Regions from separate parts of the Mus musculus genome. Here region 2 is linked to region 1. A link is a contact called in public promoter capture Hi-C data. All regions are on one chromosome and are shown on one strand. The core of a region is the stretch at or near the end of the contact, and the rest is flanking DNA. Distances in the headings are between cores, read along the strand shown. Region 1 holds the start of Zfp953 (zinc finger protein 953). Region 2 holds the start of A530095I07Rik (a long non-coding RNA gene).

Evidence for each region. Promoter capture Hi-C pulls out the DNA fragments that hold promoters and counts their contacts.
Region 2: a promoter capture Hi-C map of pre-B cells shows a contact between it and region 1, with 2.4 times the contacts expected there. The contact joins the promoter of A530095I07Rik here to the promoter of Zfp953 in region 1. A contact is called at or near these places in 1 of 39 promoter capture datasets (pre-B cells) and 1 of 115 datasets of contacts at active chromatin or transcription factors (astrocytes).

The regions. Positions count from the first base shown.
Region 1 is chr13:67,358,085-67,363,736 of GRCm38.p6, forward strand. It overlaps Zfp953 (zinc finger protein 953), which reads right to left and starts at 2,488. Exons shown (of 4, transcript NM_001038651.3): 1 at 2,420-2,488. The coding sequence starts at 2,425. It overlaps Gm17039 (predicted gene 17039), which reads left to right and starts at 2,581. Exons shown (of 2, transcript NR_167764.1): 1 at 2,581-2,979; 2 at 3,088-5,652. It overlaps Zfp456 (zinc finger protein 456), which reads right to left. Exons shown (of 4, transcript NM_001001186.3): 4 at 5,500-5,652.
Region 2 is chr13:69,541,185-69,546,836 of GRCm38.p6, forward strand. It overlaps A530095I07Rik (a long non-coding RNA gene), which reads right to left and starts at 2,885. Exons shown (of 2, transcript XR_001780994.2): 1 at 2,395-2,885; 2 at 2,210-2,263.

The sequences.
Region 1 (5,652 bases), core at 1,238-3,737:
AATAATCGTGAAGAGTATGCAAACAAAACTACCATTCCCTGCAAATACAGAGGAATACTCAAGCCAGGCAAAGAGGGGAATCCTTTCCCACACAGTCAGTGGAAACAAGTTTCTAATCCCCAAACACTAGTCATTAACAGAAGGATGCTAGTGGAATTTGGATTTAAGATTTCAAATATATCTGATACAACTTCTTAAAGCACATTTGTAAGTTGTCATAATTAGAAGAAGTGAATTGGATGGATTTCTGTCAGGTCACTGGTGCTCAGAACTGAGACCAACCAGAAGAAGTAATTACCACATTAAAAAAAAAACCCTACGTTTTAATATTCTTTTTAAACCACGTGTCTCAAATAGCCTAGGCTCACAATGAATTGACTATGAAGGAGAGGGTGATTTTGAACCCCAGGATTCCTGACTCCTCCTCAAAAAGCAGAGCTGTCAGAAATGAGTTACAGACTAGGCTTAAGTTCACTTATCTGCCATAGAGCTGTTTAATTTAAAATATATATGAATATTTGGTACCTGGAAGTTATATATAGCATGCGGCTGTACCCTCTCTACATTGTAAGGAACATGTTTTGATGTACAAGGCAGCACAAGATTCCAACTTCATATACTCATAATTTTCCTACAGTTTAGCAACATTTATTAGGAAATATCTATTACTCTAGATATGGCAAGAAACTCATTGAAAATCCCATTAGTAGAACAAGGTTGTCTGAAGCCCATGCTTTCTGGGAGTAGACTTCAATGCCATAAGCCAGGCTCCGGCTCACTAACACTCAATTGGACTGAGGAGTGACAATATAAGCAAGATCACTGAAAATAGTGATAGGAGCTGTGGAGGAGAAACCCTGCAAAACACACACACACACACACACACACACACACACACACACACACACACAAAAACCTGTGTGTACTCTGTGAATGCAAAACTCTTACAAGGAGTCTTTGTGTGCAGACACTGGTGGCCCATGTGGAAGTTCACGGAGGGGCAGAGCCTGGAATTCTGCAGGTTCAGGGTTAGCTGTCTTACCTTGGGTTGGTTTTCTCTTCAGGGACAGTCATTACCTCACTCTATAGTGGACCACACAGCTTGTGACAATAGATAAAAAACCTCTCAGAATCCACTGACAAGGCAGAACATGAAATTCTATCAGTCCAAAAGCTAAAACCTCATCAGATGGTATCTTAGGTAAATAGAATATCTCCGATGACTCTATGAGACACACACCAATGTATTTTAAATTTTCCTTGGTTAATGACATTCTCTGTTCTGTAAAACCATGAAACTGCCTTGTGTTGAAGCACAGAATTTGGATTAACCTAAGTCTGTATTCTCAGATAATGGCCACTCAAAAGGCTGACTAAACTGTCTCTTAACCCTTTAAGAGGAGAACTGCATTTTGCATGGACAGGAACCTATGTGAAAATTATAAGACCCCAAGTGTGCCAGAGCTTTCTGAATTTTTCTTACAACCACAGGAAAACATGAGGAAATCATTCTAGAAATGTCCAGTGAGCAGCAGTAAAGCTGGGTGCCAGATACAGGGACAGAGTGCATTTAAGAGAATTTAGATATTTCTGATAATGTGAACAGACAGAAGAAAATCATGTGACCAGAGGAGGGCCATCTCCTTTCTCTTTCAGAGACATTCCAGTCCCTTCCAGAGATCATGAGTTCCATTTCTCTCATCTCACCAAGTCATCTCTCATATCTGAGAAGGAGTCCAAATTTTGGACAGAACACATACTAAGAATTGTTGAGTATTATTGTCTAGTGTTTTTTTTTTTTAGCAGAAGGGCAAAATTCATAATTATTTGGATTGTGCAAACACTGGTTCATATCAATTACAGGACTACTCTGTGGCTATACAGCCATGTATTGTGGTGATTCAGGTACAGGATTATACATCCTGAGTTCTTATTCAACCCGAGGCATCCATAAATCTAACACTTTATTCCAAAGGAAAAGGAACTAACATTCCACACAACAATCACCCTCACGGGACTCTTTGTCCCTGGCACTAGGAACTTTAGGAAGATTTGTGAAGTCAAACTCCAGTACTAGATAGAACACAGAGTATAGGAGGCGCTAGATGTCCAAGTGTTCTAAATCTCCTGAGAATCTGACTACAGCCACGTGAGAACGGGTCAGCTAGGCAGAGCATATTTCCCCAGTAAAGATGAGTGCGCTCCTTTCAGCATCTCAGAAATAAGCAGTCAGCAGACCCAGCCTGCCCTTGCCATCCTGTTGTTTCCAACTTTCTTCCCTAGCCTAGGTCAGCACAACATCTCCAGGTCAGCAGCTTGCCCTGTCTCATAACAAGCCCAGATAAGCTCCTTCCGTGCCCGATACGCCACCCTGCACAGTCCCTCAGATCTGCAAGGTTGCGGTGTTCCCTGCACCAACCTCCATGTCAGAGATCCAAACGAAGGTTTCAACAGGACAGACGCCTAACTCTGGGGAGAAGTTAAGTTTGAAAATCAAATGCGGAAGTTTGATAGCAACGGCCAGCCTTCTGATGACGTCACAGGCATCCGGACTACATTTCCCACAAATCAGTGCGAAGAACTTCCATGAACCCACAGAACTGGGTTGTTCACCTGCTGGTATCCTGACTGTGATTCCTTGAAGTTGGGAAGAAACAGTCTTCTGCACTTGGGCAGTCACAGGGCATTTGGATTCATTTAAAGTTCTGTGGTCCCAGCACGCAATGTTAGCCTGTGAGTCGACCCTTTCACAGTGATGTTTATCAGGTTTCTTAGTTATTTCTGCTAGAACACCGTGATTTTAAACTATCTTACTACCACATGGAAAACTCGCACTTTCATGACTTGCTTTACTTAAAAATATGGAAGCAAGAGCTAATTTAAGGTGCTCTTGAAACCATCCTTGGTGACCCTGCCTGCTACGCAGCATATCAGGTGCTTAAGACAAAAGACTTAGAATTCAAAGCCAGCAACCATCAGGTATTTTCTGAGCACTTGCTTTCCTCTGCATCTCTCCCAAGAGGAGGAGCAGAGCTCCTGGGATCGCAGTGGTGTATGTCCTAACTCTTGGTCCATTTTGTATTATAGGATTTCTGCCTGTGTTAGGTTTGATGTTCCGTATTGAATTCTCCGTCTCTCATGTGAGCCTGTCATCGTTCATATTTGGCAATATTTGAACATCAGTGGTATCCGCCTTGAACTTCCGTTATTTCTCCGAAGCAGAACACCGAGATAATTCCTTCTTGAATACAAAGGTATCAGAAATATGTTCATAGCATTGCCAAATGAGGTCGGTATATTAAAGAAGTTACACTGGAAACATACAATATTGAGAATTCCCATCTCTTCTTGGGAAGGTTTATTCCTGTGAAGTTCAAGCTTGAGTCAAAGTTACAAACCCCATTGCAGAAAAGGCTTCATACTTCCCTGATATATTATGATTCAAAAGGAAGCTGTTTCAGAGCAAAGACTGTGCAGAGTCCCTATTGAGTTCTTTGTCAGGGAGTGTGTTTACCTATGGATGCAGAACACCTTCCTCGATTTAGAGAAACTAGAGTCAAGAAGCAGTACATTCACCTGGACACTTGATTGGCATGTCTGTTTAGAATGAGGTCATGAGTGGTCTGTCCTCCTCCTGAATATTGCAGTGGAAGGCATTGTCAGCAACCACAAGGACAGAATTTCTGAGCATAGCAAGTTTTCTAATATGTGTATGTGTTGAGGTTCGGTGTGTTGCTATGTTTTGTTATGCTAAATTCTCTACTCAAAGGTCTAGACTCTCTACTGACTTCTCACATTTACAAGGTTCTGTTGTGTAAACCTTGTTCCTTGATTTAAAACTACTGGATAAATCAAATTGGCTACAGCCAATTACTGGAGGGATTTGAGGCAGGTGAGTTTTGAGTTAGCTGGTAGGAGGTGGAGAAGAGAGAGAAGGAAGAGACACCAGGACAAGGAGGAGGAATGGGAAAAAAAGGACGAAGCTGCCCTGGAGCAGACGGACCATGAGCATGTGGCCAGGAGAAACTGCAACTTCCACTGGGAAGGCAGCCAGGACAGCAGTTAGAAGAGTAGATTAAGGGTTGCAGCTCAGTAATTGTCAAAGCCAAATGAAATAACCCTAATCCGAATTGAGTTTATTTGTAAGGCGTAACCTTAAATTGGTTATATTACACATGTATATGTGTACATCTATGTTTGTGTCTGCTACATGCACACCTACCTTAGAGGGTCGTCATTCACGTGAGATGTGCCCATCCTTGAAGTTGCAGCATCCATTTACAAGTCTTCTGCAGTCTCCATTTCTTTGCATTGTAATTGTGTGATTCAATAGGAGGAGGAGCTACCATAGTGTAGTCACAACCTGAACATGTGATCAAAGAAGAGCCTAATTCAGCAGAATATTAGGGACCCAGGCATACTTATCAAAACATCTAATGGAACCAGATATTCAGGCCTAATATGTTTGTTTAGACCAAGTTCACCATTTTAAGTTTATTTTCTACTGTCATTTTTTAACATCCTGACCATTTAGTTTTCTCCCTTTGAAACATTCTCCAATAGGTGCCATGTTTGACAAAATCACTTTAAAATCTTTGCTTACAAACTAAAGAGATTGTTCAATAGTTGAGAGTAATTACTGTCTTATAAAAGATGAGTTTGTCTTCTAACACACTTGTAATGGCTTTCAAGCACATATAAGCATTAGTTCTAGAGGATCAGATATCTTCTTTTCACATCATCAGGCATCAGTTGTAGAAAAGATAGGCACACAGACAGACACACACGGAAACAAATTTCTAGTAAAGTGAAATAAAATGTATAATTGAAAATTTATGCTGCCGATGGTGGTACATCCACCTATTTTGACTAGACAGGGGTCAGAGAGAGCTGGATCTCTCAGTTGGAGGATGGCAATTTATAGAGTGAATTTCAAGAATATCAATGCAGAAACCCTGTCTGGAACAAGTACAATAACAATAAGAAGTAAAACCAAGGCTTCATGTTTAGAAAACAATGATATTTGAAAGGAATATTGTTTTTTTAACTGTTTAAACATAACACAAATTGTTAAACACCTACCAATTGCCATTTTAAAAGATAGATACTTTCACCAGCAAAAGCCCACTGAAATAGAGCCCTTCCTAGTGCAGTTCTCAAGAACCCCATGTCTACCATTTTGGCTGGCTTGAAGTTTCAGAGGTTTACTCCATTATAATCATGGTGGGAAGCATGGCAGCATGCAGGCTGACATGGTGCCTGAGAGGAAGCTGAGACTTCTACATCTTGATCCAAAGTCAGCCAGAAGCAGCTTATGTCCCACATTGGAGATAGGTAGTGATACGTGAAGACACACACACACATACACACACACACACACACACACACACACACACACACACACACACACACACATGAATGACCTGGAAGCCTGTCTCTACAGTGACACACTTCCTCTAAAACTCCATACCGACTCCAATAAGGCCCCATTTCCTATTAGCATTCAAAGATATGAGTTTATGGGAGAAAAAAACGTTTACAAAATATCACATTTCAGGTCCTGGTGCCCATAAGCCTCTGATTATAACACAATGGAGAATGCATTTTGTCCATCTTGAAAACTCTCCACAGTCTATCACCATCTCAACAGTG
Region 2 (5,652 bases), core at 1,635-4,134, 2.2 Mb after region 1:
CTCTGGGTGGCACTCAGTTTATAGGATGCCCCTTTTATTTCTCAGAGTGACTAGACTCTACAGTGCCGAGGGCAAATACCAGCTAAAACAAGAGCATTCGTGCTTTCCCATATTTCTTCCATATCTCCTCCTCGTCCCTCCTGGTTGTGGTCTGAGGGGACAGGAAGTGATTGCTGAGTGCCAACATTGCACACCACGGGCTGCCCTTGGACACTCCCCACAGCCAAATCGGCCAAGTTGGCAGCATTTCCTGGCCGAGATCATATCTCAGGGTAGCCCAGTGCCACACCTGGCTACTACCTCAGGTGCCAGGAGTCAGTAAGTAGAGACTCCACTCTCTAGGCAGGAAGCCTAAGTGAGGAAACCCAGCTTGTCCACCCCAGGAAAAATGTACAGAACTCCTATGGGAGCCAAGTCTGTAAACAGGGCAAACAGCCCCTCATGACTCAGTGAGGACTAGGGCCTGGGGGGGGGGGGGTACCAGTTTCCAACTTTCAGCTCTGTGTTTGGTCACACACAGCCTTGGGGAATTAGAAAAGCCTCTGACCTCACACCCCAAATCTTCTGGAAAAGGTGGATGAGCCTGCTCACTTACACTTGAGATTACATATGAAAATGAAAGGGATTTCACACTGCGGCCGGCTTTCAAGAGTGACCCCGCCACAGACCTTATACCGCAGGCAACTCTCACTCCTCTGCGATTCGGTAAGAATCTGGGATTTCCTCCAACCCTTCCAGGCTGCTCTGAGCCTCATCCTCTAAGTGAAGGAAAACAACAGCAGACAGACCCACAGCCTGCCTCCCACTCTCGAGTCAGCCTAGCTCTCTCCCCCAGCTGTAAAGAGCAGCTCTTCATTTCTGTTTCTCAAGTTGTTCTATAATCTCGCCCCACCCTTTTAGCTGGCCTGGAATTCACTGTTTAGCCCACGCTGGCCTCAAACTTGGGACAGCCTCTTATCCCAGCATCCCGCATGTGCTTACCATGTGAGCTGCCATATCTAGCAGCTGAGTTATTAGCTTTTTTTTTTTTTTTTTTTTTTAGTTTTGGTTTTTCGAGACAGTGTTTCTCTGTGTAGCCCCCGGCTATCCTGAAACTCACTCTGTAGACCAGGCTGGCCTCGAACTCAGAAATTCACCTGCCTCTGCCTCCCAAGTGCTGGGATTGAAGGCATGTGCTACCACTGCTCGACAAGTTATTAGCTCTTGTCCATGGCATTTACGGAGGCAAGAGGAGGAATATCTGGGAGACCAACCCCTAGAGGAAAGCTGCCTTGAGCTCCCAAGTCATAGAACGTGCTTTCTCACGCCAGAGTAACAAGTTGGACCTGGAGAATTCTGAGCCAGGCAGTTAGATTGAACTGGCCTTCTCTAGAGGGACATTCAGTAAGCCTGTGGAAAGGAGCAGGCTGTGGGGGCATGCCAGGTAACTCTGTGGAGTTGCCAGGAAGACACATAGCCACTGGCAGCATACATTTTGAAGGAGAGCCACCGGGTCTCTTGGGGGAGTTGGACAGAGAGGAGAGCTTCCGGGATATGGGTTTCATGACGGCTGGAGGTCGTTCTCCTGATTTACGGTACACAAGGAAATCAGGAAATGCCCCCTACATGGGAGGCACCCTGAGCTAGTGGACATGATGGCTGCCACTGAGCACAGTTGCCAGGCCAGGCCTCAAAGTGAGTACATGCGGGAAGACTCACAATTAGTGGGTGGCATCAGGCGAGCTGCTTGCTGAAGTGGGCGTGGACTGGGGGAGCAACCTGGGAGAACAAAAGGGGTTCGGGATCAGTGCCTTTGTCTTCACGAATTAGCCATGTGGCATTTCAACCCTCTGAAGTTTTTAAGTCCGAGACCTGTGTCATAACTTTTCAAGGTTCTATTTAGTAAAATATGAGGGCCCTACTACACTGGGGAACTGGCTCAGCCCCACTAAGGCCTAAAAATAGCAAGTTTACAGACCTGCAGATTCTTTCCTCATGACAGCAAAGCCTGGCTCGGCCCGCTGGCTGCCGGGGAGCCACACGCCCCCCCCCCCCCCCAACTCCAGACAGACCGAGGCTGGGCTCAAAGCCTTGCCTGCAGGGATATTCCAGGGGACATCGAATGCCTCCAAAGCTTGGCTGTCACTAGCAATCTCATTAGCATAGGCATGGGCTGCAGGTTGCTGACAGGTCTCCTTCCTTCTGGATTTTTCTTCTGAATTTCACCTTCTTTTTAAACTTGAGTCATTGAACTGATGGCGGCCAGAGCCTCACAGCACAGTTCCTGTGAGAGAATACAGAGCAAGCAGATTGAACATGTGCAGTGCCCACAGCAATCTGAGTCTTCAAGAATGGTCAGTTTTGTTCATTTTGGGGCTGCCCTCACAGACACTCATTGGGGAAATGTCATCTTACCTCCAGCAGAGAAATGGCAGGGGACAGTGTTTAGGCAAACTCCCCTGAGAGCAGTGGGCTGCTGCCGCCACTCCTATGCCTTGAGTTGGCACTGAGGGGGCATCTGCGCTTTCAGGAGTGTGTCGGTCCCACAGAGGAACTCTGGGCCTCGCCGGGTGTGCGCTCTGCCCTGCAGCAGTAGTCCAAGATCTTGATAGTCCAGGCAGGTGTCCAAGATGACAAATTCTCCACAAAAAGGACTGAGGTTGGTTGCGGCTACCCTGGGCCATCCGCTCTCCTCCAGCCCCTCCTCCATACACACTAGAGAAGGATATGGGCTGGGTGTTGGGGTAGCGCCCCGTGAAGTAGGGGATCCTCGGCTTTCTAGAGGGTAGCCAGTGTGTTTGACAAAGCAACGGCATGCTTTGAAATCCCTGCTCTGTACTGTTATGTGCCTTGATAAATTGACTTTTGCTCATTTCTGCTGTAGAGAACAGCACCCCCACCCCCACCCCCACCCCCACCCCCTCTGGTCTTGCCGGCTGACCAGAAAACATGACACGGAATGCTGGCTCACTCAGTCCACGTCCCCACATTCAGGTTCGGAGGGCAGATTAGCAGCCTTCCTCAGTCTCATGGCAACGATGGTCAAGTGAAGGCCTCGCTAATGCCACAGGGATGAGGTGTTGTCACCTCACTTCCCGTCTCATGGATGGCAGCGAGCTTGGGGAAGCACTGTGAACTTTATGACGGGGGCTGTATGATGTGATCCTCCGGCAGAGATCAAGAAGCGGCAGCGGGAAGCGCTCTCCTCCATGTACAGAACTTCCTCAGGTGCTGCGTCCCTGTGGCTGGCTGTCTCTCCGCTGACCTAATCCACAAACAGGGTTCCAAGCTGGCATTTGCCTGATTCTTCTTGCCTCAATCTGGCCATCTTTAAAAACAGCCCTTAACAAGTCTGTGGCTTTTTAATCATAAAAGGATCTAAAACTAACGGATGTTCTGACCCTAAGTTGTCTAGAAACAAGGAAAGAGGATCAAGACTCAAAATCTCATATTGTCTTTGTGGGTTACTATCTTATCTTAGATAAATTCATCCTTCCACGACTTTTTAAAGGTTTATTTATTTACTTATTTATTTTATGTATATGAGTACACTGTAGCTGTCTTCAGCCACCAGAAGAGGGTATCAGATCCCATTACAGATGGTTGTGAGCTTGCATGTTGTTGCTGGGAATTGAACTCAGGACCTCTGGAAGAGTAGTCAGTGCCCTTAACCACTGAGCCATCTCTCCAGCCCCTTCTGTGACTTATTATTCAGGGCATTAGCCCATGTTGTTTTGCCATGAGGTGGGTGCTGATATCCAGCAAGGGAGGGCAGGAATCCGCCCCCTGTGACACTTTACCTCAGAAAGCCAGATGAGGACTCAGATCTGACATTTCCAGTGGTCTTTAACACCAAGCCTGTGTCTGCGAGCTCACACAAAGCAAACACCACAGAGCAGGTATTCACAGCTATACTGACTTTCCACACTGTCTCTAGGGTGGGCAGTGAAGAGACTGGGAGCCAGCTCAGGTTCTCACCAAATTCTCTGTCACAGGAGTTTCTAAACAATGGCAGTACAGAAGCCCCCTGTTGGCACGGGCTGTCATTGCACCATGTACGGACACTGCATCCTTTCAGAGTGGCTTTGTTCTTGCACAGCCACTTCCTCACTGTCCATGGTCCAGAATCTGACTACAATCCTTCCTAGGATTTCTCTGTTCAGGTTCCACCCTCTCCTCCTCTGTGGATGCCTCTCCAGTGTGCACACATGCCATTACCTCTCTGGTACACTACCACACCCACCCTGATTCCCCTCCAGCCCCATCGCAGCATCCTGCTTCCACACTACAGGGCATGGGCGATATCCTCTCTGCCTGTGAGCTGCTCTTCTTTGATCTCACACAAACCTAATACCTTGCTAGCTATCCACTGGGAAGCCATCTTCTTTGTCCTTGGTCCTGACCCGTGGCTAGTTTTCTTTGAGTTTATTCACTTCTGTTTCTACATTGGCTGCCTGTACCTGGGGACAGCAGCAGGAACGCTGCCAACCCTATCCTCGGATGTTCAAACTTAACCAAGAGCCTGGAGGAGACAGGCCAAGCATCACTGCTGACTATGATCTGAAGTTTCCCGAGAAAGCCACATCTAGAAATAAATCCTAGACCCAGTCCTGAAAACTGTGACTGATTAGAACATCGTGATTCAGGAAAGATGGGAAATTACAGTCAATCTTCCGTGCCCTTCATACTTAGCATGAACCTCTCTGTCTGACCTAGCATCTGTGTGGCTCAGGTAAAACTTGGGCACATTTTACCCAATCATGCCCAAATCACTCCCTTCCACCAACTCAAAATCAAAGAATGAATGTCACCAGATAACCTCTGAAAAATGTAAAACCGGAGTCCGCAGTCTTGTCTGTGCCACGTATCTGGTGGGTGTGCTAGTTTATTGTTTTCTTTTGTTCTGTGACTATCGACATTCTCGTAACTTCTTCCACGAAAAGAATGTGTCATTCAGATCAACCAAAAACCATCTTCCTAGGTTGGGGTCCCTCATATTTGGCTCAGAACAACCACCTCTGATTCCTTTGATGAGGGAACTATGTTTTGTGTCAACAGCTGAATTAATGAGAATGAGCATCTGAGAGCCTCCCTACCTGACTTTCAAGCTCCAGACCGGCCTTGTTAGAGGCGCTCACCCACTTGCTGGGGCCTGGGATTTCATGGCATCAAATCATGCGAATCAGGCAATCCACATGAACACCTAACTTTCAGGAAGCTTCCCTCTCAGTTTATCTTTGCCATCCTCAGTGCAGCCCAAGCCTTCTGGACCCAGCTCCATCTGAGATACCTTCATAAGGGTCTCCTGGCTACGTGCCCCTAAAGCAATGGAGACAGAGATCTGCGCTCACCATGACAGTGGCTGACTCAGTTAGAAATGAGTGCTAGGACCCCAGTTGCTGCCTTGAATTATATTAGCTTACTCTCTTACTGCCTGACACAAATTACTTAAGTAAAAACTGCAATATTTAATAGTTCACTTTCTTACTCAATATCCCACATGTACTACCAGGCTTTGTCATAGCAAGTACCTGGCCACTGGGACTCTGAGCCCATCACCAGCCCACCTCCGGGGCCTGAACTCAATCAACACATGTCCCTGTGTTTTAGATCCATGTGCTTCAAGCTTTGAAGGGAACAGTAAAAAGACACATTTCATTTATGTTGTCCCCA